Linked DNA regions of Mus musculus: region 1 is linked to region 2. Evidence: chromatin contacts called from public Hi-C data. All regions are on one chromosome and are shown on one strand. The core of a region is the stretch at or near the end of the contact, and the rest is flanking DNA. Distances in the headings are between cores, read along the strand shown.

The links. A called contact is a pair of places that touch in the nucleus more often than the background predicts.
Region 1: a Hi-C map of cerebellum shows a contact between it and region 2, with 4 times the contacts expected there. The contact joins the promoter of Onecut1 here to the promoter of B230323A14Rik in region 2. A contact is called at or near these places in 2 of 39 promoter capture datasets (cranial neural crest and embryonic stem cells) and 13 of 484 Hi-C or Micro-C datasets (B cells, cerebellum, cortical neurons and 4 more).

The regions. Positions count from the first base shown.
Region 1 is chr9:74,858,983-74,864,606 of GRCm38.p6, reverse strand. It overlaps Onecut1 (one cut domain, family member 1), which reads right to left and starts at 2,686. Exons shown (of 2, transcript NM_008262.3): 1 at 1,206-2,686. The coding sequence starts at 2,310. It overlaps Gm33562 (a long non-coding RNA gene), which reads left to right and starts at 1,471. Exons shown (of 4, transcript XR_870924.1): 1 at 1,471-1,545.
Region 2 is chr9:69,757,019-69,762,583 of GRCm38.p6, reverse strand. B230323A14Rik (RIKEN cDNA B230323A14 gene) reads right to left here and starts at 1,438. Exons shown (of 5, transcript NR_040765.1): 1 at 1,372-1,438. It overlaps Foxb1 (forkhead box B1), which reads left to right and starts at 1,644. Exons shown (of 2, transcript NM_022378.3): 1 at 1,644-2,036; 2 at 2,284-4,874. The coding sequence starts at 2,338. The coding sequence ends at 3,315.

The sequences.
Region 1 (5,624 bases), core at 1,437-3,936, 5.1 Mb before region 2:
AATTAATGGAGAACGATCAGTTAATTAACAAACCCTCATTCCAGCGTTTACCTTTCTCTTCACCAAGACTCAGACCTGGGCGCAAGGCTCAGATGAGGCTGTGTGTGTGTGTGTGTGTGTGTGTGTGTGTGTGTGTGTGGCTTGGGGATGGGGGGTTGGGGGTGGGAGGACAAGGATACTGGAGTCAATCAACGCAACAACCTCCGCCCAGGTCTATGAACACAGTCCGCCCCTAGGCTGCCCTTTTCTCGCGTCTTCAAGGGTCGCCGAGTGTGCCTGGATCCCTGATGCAGTTCCAGCTGAGCTCAGCTGTCCACTAGGTCTCTTGGCCCACTACAGGAGCCAGGCCTGGTGCCTGCACTTGGCAGCTGAGACTTTCAGTGTCGTCCCCCGCCCCCCTCCCCCAATCAAACAGCCTGCTAGGAATTTTGAACTGGGTGACAGGCTTGCTGATTCGAAAGACATTTACACATTCCCACCCAGTAGCAGCACAGAGACTTAGATGGGAAAAAAAAAAAAGCATGACGACGACGCAAAAGCTAGTTGTCAGCCCAGGCTCAACCGGGAGTTTCCTGGGGGATCTGGTCACTGTCCGCCTCTGTCCCCTTCCTTTCCACAGCTGGTTATATACTCAGCGATGTGTGATAACCCCTCCAAAGCAGCCCGCCATGCACTGATCGCCTGCAGGTTTGGAATCTGTGTGCACACCCTATTGAAGTGCGGACCCCCTTGCGCGTGGCGCCAATAAAATCGGCCAAGAGCGGGTCGCCGCAGCCAGCTCAGCCAATATTGACTGGCAGCTTGAACAGCGCCTGGCCCGCGCGGGGTATGTGCCTTGAGCAACGGGTGCTAGTTCTTGGTATGCTTCGTCCCTTCCTAAACCCTCTTGTGTTCCGCTGAGATTCCGCCAGGTTCCAAGAGTCTCTCTGCCCGCGGCTCAAAACCTTGCAGCTCTGTCCCCGAGCACAAACGCAACCCCGAAGTCGCGGAGGCCACCTTGTTCGGTCTTCGAAGCCTCCCTTAGCCCAATGCGCTGAGCCCTTGGAGAAGGAGGAGGAGGAGGTTGACTCCCTGAGCTGGCTCTTCCAGGTCTAGGGACACCTCTCTTGAAGAAAGGGGAGGCGGAGCGGGACGAAGCGCGCCCAGCCTTTCTCATTCCCTCCCACCGTCAGTCCCTTATCTCGCCCACGCGCCCAGCGCCTCACCTGCTAAGCGGAGCGCCGACATGCGCTGGAACTCCGGCTCCTGCAGCCACTTCCACATCCTCCGGAAGGTCTCCCGACCCGACTTGAGTTTGCTCCAGGGCTTGGGGTTTCGCAGCAGGTCCGAAAGGGTCCCCTGGGAACGGCAGAGCACCCTCTGCGCGAAGATGGCCTGTGGGATGCTGTAACGTTTGAGCTCGGTGGTGATACGCTGCGCCACCTCTTTGGTATTGATCTCTTCCATCTGCCCTGAATTACTTCCATTGCTGACCTGCGCGCCGGTCACCGAAGGGTTGGGCTCTCGGGCTGTGCCCAGGAGCTGTCCGTGGCCCTGGGCATTCAGGTGGGCATGAGGATGGTGCGGAGGAAGGCCGTTGATGGGTACCATGCCGGCCGAGGTGGGCGTGAGGTGCTGCTCCCCGTGGCGACCGAGCATGGCAGGGTGGTGGGCTTCAAAGCCATTTGGGGTGAGCATCTTGTCGGTGGGCATAGCCGCGCCGGGATGAGCATAGTGGGGAAGTCCTTGCTGGGAGTTGTGAATGCTGCCCAGACCGGAGCCAGAGAGGGGCGAGAGGCTCTGGCCCATGCCAGCCACGTCCTTGTGGTAGGGGGTATAGAGGTTATTCATAGAGGCCAGCCCGCGCTCATCCCGCATAAGTGTGAAACTACCGCTCACGTTGCCCGCCAGGCGCTGGTGGTGGTGTGGGTGGTGGTGGTGATGGTGGTGGTGATGATGGTGAGGGAACTTGTCGGACACGGTGGAGATGGGCGGCAGCGGCTGCAGAGGGGTTAAGGTAGTGTAGGTGGTGGGCATGCTCATACCTGGGGGAGTTTCACAGGCCATGGTCATGGTGGGGTGCAGGGGGCCAGCCAAGCTGTGCTCAGGGGCGCGGTGGTGGTGGTGGTAATCGCTGCCTCCGCTGCCGCCGTCCAGCAGGGACGCCATGCCCATGGAACGCGGGTGCGCGGGAGGCAGGTGGCTGCCGCGGTGTCCCACGGAGCTGCGCGCGTGAGGGCTGCCGCCCAGCAGGTCAGCAGGGGCGGGCACCGGCTCATGGCTCACCCCGTGCAGCTCGCCGATCGCCTCCATGGTCAGCTGTGCGTTCATCGTGATGCGGGCGAGCGGGCTGCAACATCGATGTGGCCGGGCAGAGGCGGCGAGGGGCGCAAGGAGTCCAGTCTTCACATCGGCTGCCTGCGACTGTGGCCTTTCTTCCTCTCACTGTGGGGATCTGTGTCTCTCGCTCTCTCTGTGTGTGTCTTGCCTTCTCTCTTGCTCCCACCTTCCCCTCTGTCTTTTTTTTTTCTTTTAATATTAATTTCCAAAAAGGACCCGTGCTGTTGGGAGAGCGCGGTACCCCTAGCCCACCCAGCCCGGCCCCCTCTCGCCCCTCTTCTTAGAATCCTGCTGCCCCAGGCTCCCTTGACGCGGCCCGTGCGCCTGCCGCGGCTGCTGCCTGCCTGTGCCGCCCGCCAGCTCGAGCCATGGCTCGGTTACTGTTGCAGACTGTGGCTGCGATTCCGTAGCCGCCGCCGCTGCCGCTGCCCGCCCTCACGCCCGCCGGGCGTAGCGCGCATGCGCGCTTCCAGGCCCCGCCCCCTCGGTCCCAGCGCTCCGTGACGTCCCAGCACAAATGAACCGAGGGGGTGGGGTGGGGGTGGGGGGGACAGAGCTTTCTCAGCGGCGCCGAATGGCCCGGGATCAGTGAGCACGTGCACGGGACGCGCGCAGAGTGCGACCTGGAGCCGCCTCCACAGTCCTCGGAGACTTGCTACCTCCTGGTCTTCCTCACTACCTCCCTCTCTCTTTCCATCCGGACTTTCTTGCCTGGTTTCTGTCACCGTGAGCCAGCTAGGTTTGAGAACCAGAGCCCCTGAGTCTGAGTTGCTAGTTCCCGGTACAGGTTACCGGCGGGGAGTAGAAACTATGTCATGGCCCAAAGCCCACTCGCCCATTGGGCTTTATTCCCTAGAGGATCGCTGGAGACCAACTCATTCACTGTCCTTAAATAGTTGTCCTACGGGGACTTGGGACGTGTATATACCCTGAAGGCCTAGGTCGGGACGCTGTATCCCGAACTGCCATCCATGATCCTCTCAAGTACTCCTCGAACTACCTTTCTCCATCTGAGCCCGGGGCCGAGGAGCACTCAGGAATCTGTGCTCAGTGAGGAGCACTCAGATCGAGGCCACCCCTCACTGTCCCAGACCTCAAAGAAGGTCTGTCACTTTGCTCCCAATTAAGATAGCTCTCCCACTTTGGATAACTCTGCTTGGGGGATACTGAGGGAGACAGGAGAGAGGGCCTGGTTAGCATGGAAGGGGGCGGGGGGGGGGGGACGGAGCTGGTTTTTTAGTTACTCCACAGCCTTTCTAGAAAAGAACCTAGAGGCTTGGAAGAAGTACCCCACGCAGGCAGAGTGCACGCGGCTGAGCCGAGCGGCTTGGACCGCAGGGACGCTTTCCTTTTCCTGGCGTCCCTGCAAGAAGCCTCCAGATTTGAAAATCAATTCAGCTTTGGGCATAATTGTGCCCCTGTCACAGTCACGCTCCAATCCGGAATTGAACCCGGGCCTTCAGCCTGGTGGGGACGCGTGGGGAGGCCCCCAGTGTGGGACACACACCCGGCCGCCACATGCCGCGGCTTTCTTTTATTTACAAAAGAAAGAAAGAAAAAAGTCCGTAACAAAAGGCAGAGCCTTGTCTGCTTAGGTGCTTTTATCCCTTGGAGAAAGGACAGATGTGCCCATTGTCAGGCCCTTGGCAGTTACGGCCGGGTCAGCGCCGAGTCTCAGCCTGGGGCTAGCGGTGCTCACAATAAAGATAGCCTCAGAGCGGGCTTTCAGGGCTCAGCTACTGAACAAAGTGTCTGAGGCCTGCTCTGTGCCAAACACAGAACCCACCGCCTGTGTTTCCTTGTAACGGTTTTCAGAGAGCCTAGGATTGAGTCGTGGTGGTGGGGTCTATAAGAAAATTTTGGTGTGGTCAACCCAGGGTGTGGTAACCTGAAATCTCATCAGTTAAGGTACAAACAGGCTCATCTCTTAACCCAAGTGCCTGCCTCTAACAGCACAAGGCCCACAGTCAAGGTCAGTGGGTACAGAAACACTTCCTAGAAGACTAACTCTGCTGGGTCTCAACATTAGAACAGGATCCATCCTACCCAAATAATTCCTGTGGACCCTACTTCAAGCCAGCTTGGTCATGATCATTTAGGAATCTGAACCCCCCAGGAAAAGGTCATGGGGGGATACATTGGCAAAACCAAAATAATACTAATTTAATTTATTTATCATTGCTTCAGATACACTCAAGTACAAAATATTTTCTAGAAACCAAATCTACCTTCCTTCTTTTCTTTTCTTTCTTGAACTCCTTTCCAGTAGTATAGAGTGCTTGCATCTCTTGTAAGACCAAAGGATGGGTTGAAATAATCTCAGCTCAACTGTTCCTTCCACCATATTTTAATCCCATTGAAATGATTGATCTGCCCTTATGGCCATCTCTTCTTGAACGACTGTTCCTTAAAAAGAAAGAAAGAAAGAAAGAAAGAAAGAAAGAAAGAAAGAAAGAAAGAAAGAATTAGTTCACACATCATCGGGTATTAGTTCACACATCATCGTTCATGGTGCTACCATCCTCCAGTTAATTAGAGACTTGATCTTGGAAGTCCTTCTTCACGGTGACTCTTAGCTGAGCCCCCAGAGAGGTGGGATCAAGGAGCTCAAGTCTTTACCAAAAGGGACTCGGTCCAAAGGGACCTTGTCAAAAGGGTGTCTTCTTTCAGCTTTGGTTCCCAAAGGAGAAAAGAAGTTGAGGAAAAGATCTTTAGGCCTTGCTCCCCTCAGGGTTTGACATCACCCCCACCCCCACCAATCTCAGACTTGGTTTACAAATTTCCTCTCCCTCCTCCTCTTCCACCACCACCTCCACCTATTCCTTCTCCTACTTCTCTATTTTACACCTTTTTTTAAGCACTATTTTTCTGTAGTTGCTGAGTTAGAAGCATGGTGTTTTTCACACCTCAGAAGTATTTTCTGGCCTCTGAGGGAACTGGAGCTACCTGCTGTCATCTGGTCTTCATCTAGGAGTGCCCAGCACAAAGCTTGTCCATCCCCCCCCCCTCACTTCTTTCCTGCAGCCTATAGTACTTGCCTCCCTTATAAGACCAAAGATGGATTGAAGCAATCCTAAGGGAAGGGAAAGGCTATAGAAGAATTCCTTGAAACTGGACAGTAAGTGTGTGAAGCAGAGAACTTAACTGCTCCAGATTCTAAGCAACTGAAGGAGAATCAAAGAAGAGCAATGTAAAAACTATTAAAATACAAGTTTAAAAAACAGGGGCTAAAGGCTCAACTAGCTGCTTGTTGCAGGATTTTCATCTTGGAACCCAACTTTTGTGCTACTGGGGCCTTGAGCTGG
Region 2 (5,565 bases), core at 189-2,688:
TCTCCTAAATTCGTCGTGTTTAAGTTACGTTTTGGTGAGTTATTGACCGGCTTCGAAACTGTGGTTAATGAAGTTATGTGAGTAGGGATGTGTGTGTGTGTGTGTGTGTGTGTGTGTGTGTGTGTGTGTGTGTGTGTATGTGTGTGTGTGCGCGCGCTCGGAAGCTGAAAGGTTTTCTTGCTATTCACAGACTAATGCTCTACTGTCACTCAAAGTGTAACAAACGTCACACTACAACTATCAGTCTGCTCCTATGGGGGAGGGGGAGGAAGAAAGAAAAAAGGAAAAAGAGGTTTTCGGAGTTTAAAGACAGTTCTGTTAGGCTGTAGGTATTAAGTATTTAACCTAGTGGCATGGGGTTCTTTTTAAAACCACAAAGGCCCCCGGAAAGCGCTGAAAAGCGTGGAACTCCTGGCTTGTACTCATTGCGTGCAAGCCGAAGGGTTGAGTCGCGGTTTATTCCCTAACAGTTTGATGAAGACGGCGACGACGAAGAAGAAGATGATGATGATAATGATACTAATGATTCATTTAATCCTCACAAGGCAAATATGAACTCGAAGGAGCCCGCTATTCTCTCCAGGCCTGGTGCCACGTGCCCCCCCCCCCCCCAAAAAAAAAACCTCGCTGGTCTCAGCAGGCACTGTTTGTCTTTTCATGGAGTTCTAAACTCTAAAGAAACTATTCCCATGTAAAAAGGGGGAGGGGTCTGCAAAATGCTGACCCGCTAACTTCCAAGAAACCTCAGACTTCGCAAGCACCTGGAAAAAGGAGACCCGGAAGCCATAGCGTACATTGGACAAACTCCCGCCCTCCCCAGGCCCACACGCTGCCTTGCCTCAATTTACCCTGAACGTCCTTGTGCCCATTAAATCTCTGAAAAACGTATTAAAGCAGAACCTAATACATTCATCCATTCTTTTCAAAGAACAAAAAACAAAAAACAAAAACCCCAAACTTACCTTGGCCTGGAGAGATGGCTCAGCCGTTAAAGGCTAGGCTCACAACCAATATATATATATTGAATATATATATATTCAAAACGGACTTATCCACCCAGCTGTCCAAATATATCTATCTATATGCGTCTATTAACTTTACCACCTTTTTAAAGCGACAGACAAATTTCTACCTGCCTCTTGCAGGACTGGGGGTGGGATTGCGAGGTAGGTTTCCATTTGAACAACCCATCCAATCAACCCCGCGCAGTGGCAACCAAAGTAGAAAGGTCGCCCTTCAGGAGAAAGCCTGTGCTATAAGTTAGCTAACAATACAAACCCGACACAAAGCAAAGGAAACAGAATACCCCAGCCGAGCAATTTCCATGTCAAACACCACCGGCGCGGCAGATAGCTCAGAGTGAGTGGTCACCTGCCAGCCGGCTCCGCGCGCTGCTCCGCTCATACCTTCCCATTGCGCACACCGGTAGGCGCTGCCCGCTCCCCGCGGGCGGCAGAGGCTCTTCCCGGTCTCCCAGTCTTCGGCTGGAAGTGATTCCTATTGGCCAAGGTGTCCATGTAAATAGGTGTGAAAGAAACCAGCGCTGGCCAGGCTCTCTCTCCTCTCCCTCAGTCCCCTCCCTCTGCAGCCCCCGCTCCCCCTCCTTTTCCTCCTCCTCCCAAGGCGATTGTCATACGATAGCTAAGAAGTGGCACATTAATGAAGCGCCGCTACAGGGGTCTTTTCTGCTCCTGTCACCGCTTAAAACTATCAGATGGTTCGAGGGTGGACATGGAGGCAGCCACCTAGCTCAGCGGAACCACGAACACCACAGCAGCGTCCTCTGGATCCCTGAGGCGGCGTCTGCCACTGTCCTCACGGGCACTCCGCAGCCGAGTTCGGTCTCCCAGCAGGGCGCACGACCCACGAGCGCGCTGCGCAGCCCGCGGAGAGGAGCTCTACCGGGCTGAGTCCAAGCCTAGCTGGCAGCGAGTCTCACTGCTCCCCGACGCTGCGCTCCGGTCGCGCGCAGGGAGGGACTCGGCCACCAGCCACGCCATCCCGGATGCGGACCGGCAACTTGGAACAACTTTAAGGTGAGCATCTATCTCTCTGTCCCCTCCCCTGAATCCAGGTCCTACCTACTTTCCTGCAAACCTCTCTGCTGCTCTCGGTCTTCCCCTCTCCACTTCCCCTAGCTGAGTCTTACCCAGTTTGGTGCGCAAAGTTGCTGGCACCCGAATCCCCTCTTCCCCACCCCCTATATCTGTGACTCGGCCTGAGTGACCTCGCCAGTGTCTCTGCACCTATGCTGCCCTTCTCCATCACCTCCCCCCTTCTCAGATTCGACCAGTCCTCCGGGCCGCGCGGACCCTGAGCAAGTGGCCAAGCAAGAAGATGCCTCGGCCGGGCCGCAACACGTACAGCGACCAGAAGCCGCCCTACTCATACATCTCGCTGACCGCCATGGCCATCCAGAGCTCTCCGGAGAAGATGCTGCCGCTCAGCGAGATCTACAAGTTCATCATGGACCGCTTCCCCTACTACCGGGAGAACACGCAGCGCTGGCAGAACAGCCTGCGCCACAATCTCTCCTTCAACGATTGCTTCATCAAGATCCCGAGGCGGCCAGACCAGCCGGGCAAGGGCAGCTTCTGGGCGCTGCATCCCAGCTGCGGGGACATGTTCGAGAACGGGAGCTTCCTGCGGCGTCGCAAGCGCTTCAAGGTGCTCAAGTCAGACCACCTGGCGCCCAGCAAGCCGGCGGACGCCGCGCAGTACCTCCAGCAGCAGGCTAAGCTGCGGCTCAGCGCGCTGGCCGCCTCGGGCACGCATCTGCCGCAGATGCCGGCCGCTGCGTACAACCTGGGCGGTGTGGCGCAGCCTTCCGGCTTCAAGCATCCCTTTGCTATCGAGAACATCATCGCTAGGGAGTACAAGATGCCTGGGGGGCTGGCCTTCTCTGCCATGCAGCCGGTTCCGGCTGCCTATCCTCTCCCTAACCAGTTAACTACCATGGGCAGCTCTCTGGGCACTGGATGGCCACATGTGTACGGTTCCGCGGGTATGATCGACTCAGCCACCCCCATCTCCATGACTAGTGGCGACTACAGCGCCTATGGAGTGCCGCTGAAGCCGCTGTGCCACGCCGCGGGCCAGACGTTGCCCGCCATCCCAGTGCCCATCAAGCCCACGCCGGCCGCAGTGCCCGCGCTGCCAGCTCTGCCCGCACCCATCCCCACCCTGCTCTCGAACTCGCCGCCTTCGCTCAGCCCCACCTCCTCGCAGACAGCCACCAGCCAAAGCAGCCCCGCCACCCCTAGCGAGACACTCACCAGCCCGGCCTCCGCCTTGCACTCGGTGGCCGTGCACTGACCCAAGGAAGCTGGGGCTCCGTCTTGGTCCACACCACCCCTCTCAACACTTCCCTGCTCCGGGTCCAGCCCTCCGCGACCTAAAACCGCCACCCCGACTTGCCCATTCTACCTTCTTCAGTCCTCGCTCTTAGAAGAACTTTTGGTTTTGGAACCAGAAGACAAACCACAAACTTGCCGGAAGGCGTGTGAAAGTTGTCTTCGGTCCCTCTAGGGCACCAGAGAAAACAGGGGCTAATCCAAGCCAAGCGGTCCCTCCTGGGACCCTGAAATGCACTCCCATCCAACAGGCAGAACACCCTGACTCCCTCCTGCTCGGAGAAAACAGAAACAAAACAAAACAAAACAAAACAAAACAAAACAAAACAAAACAAAACAAAACAACAAAACTACTCGTCTTCTGAGCTTGGAGAGGCATAGCTCTGGACTCTGCGCAATTTCAAGACCAGAGACACTGCCCGGGAGCAGAAGCCCGCCGAGGCTGCAGCCGCACTAAGAGGGCCGGATCTTCTTAGGTCCTGAAAATCTGTGGCCACAAGACCAACTCACTGATCCTCCAAAGGGATCGCCTCCGCCCATCAGGCCGGGATGGGCGGACCGCTACTTTCCCCGGCTGCGGCTCTGCCTCCCGGGCTTCTAAAGATTTTTTTCCCCTTCTGGGTTTTGTTTCCGGCCAGAAGCTCCCTTAGCTGGGAGTGAGGAGGGAGGCTGCTAAAACTCCGGAGGATGCTTGTCCTACACACAAGCAAAACACAGCTAAAAGTCACCGTTATTGTTTACAAAGCGCGCGGTTTAAAAAAAAATGTAAACAGTGAACTTGAAAATCTGCCAGGCTAGGGGCGAGGGGGTAGAGTCCTCTTTACAATTACCTGTTGTCATGTGAATGTTTGCTCTTCTGGCCAGCTTTGGGGGTGGGAAGGAGGTAGGGGGAGAATGGGGGAAGTTAATTGGGATGTTAACTTTCTTACTATTTAGAGACCTTTTTAGCTATTTATTTTGATGAAAGAGAAAAGAAAGGAAAAGGAAAAAGAAAAGAAAAAAGAAAGAAAGGAACGTAAACTAAGCCCGAGGGAGAAATCCTAGGGCGAGTGGGGAAGTGTGTAGATGAGCCGACTGGGAAGGGGAAGGGGGTGTCAGCAGAGATGTCCTCTGGACAGATCTTTCTGTTAAAAGAACTTTTCCGTGAAGCTAAAGGGCTGCAAAGAGTTGTAAATAGGAATGATTTACACTGTGTAAAATGCACTTTGGTTTGGTATGTTCCTTTTAGCATTCTAGGTAATTGACAGAAAACAAACAAACAAACAAACAAACAAAGAACAACCCAATAGTTGTTCCATTGTGACCTGCTTAATTTAAAAAAGAAATTGTAGTGTTGTTCAAGCTGTGAAAAAAAAATCCCTTTTATTTTTCTTCCTCTCTGCACAGAATTCGCATGGCATTTTAAATATTGATGTCCTTGTTCTCAGCATGCCCATTTTAAGACAGAGTTTTAAAAGGTGTCTACATTAAATTATGACCTAGTCTAAATAATATTTTCTCATTAAAATATGTAAATTCGAATTTCGTTAAGTTTTTGTGTGTTTTTGAAGAGTTGCTACAAGGGACAAAAGGTGGTAGCAACAGTCTCTGCAAACACATGGTTTGGGTATTTTGCCTTTTTCAAATCCTGTTGTGAAAGCAGGGAAACTTCCTATGCACTTGCAGGTGTGGGAGGGATTGTTCTCAGGGGAGCATGAAAGACATTTGTGCACAGGGGGGAGACTTGAGGCCAAGTATTTCAGATGCAAACCCCAGGCACAGGTGCAGCGCTGAAGGAAAGACACTACACAACTGCACTACTTCCTGTGCGGTTTTGTCTGTTCTAAGCATGCCTTCTATGACTTTGCACTTACACACAGGAGGTTCGGAATTTCCCAAGTACTCTCAGGGTGGCTTACTCAGTCCTTATTTTGACGCTTCTGACTTGGAGGAATCCTTCATTCTTTAGATTACTGTAGTTGTTGGCATTTTCTTTCTTTCAGAAATCACCTACAGGTTCACTGTACAGGTCAAGTAACCTGTTCACTTTGCATTGAGTAGATTTTTTTTTTTCCAGCCGTTTCTCTGGGTGGCGGGGAGTTACAGGATGCATTTATTTTTCAAGCCTGCAAATGCATTTTTTTCCAAGTCTTTAAATGGCTGTCTCTAAGTAGTTGCTTTCTTTTGATTTTCTGGTTTTTTTTGTTTTTGTTTTTTGGTTTTTTGGGAGGTT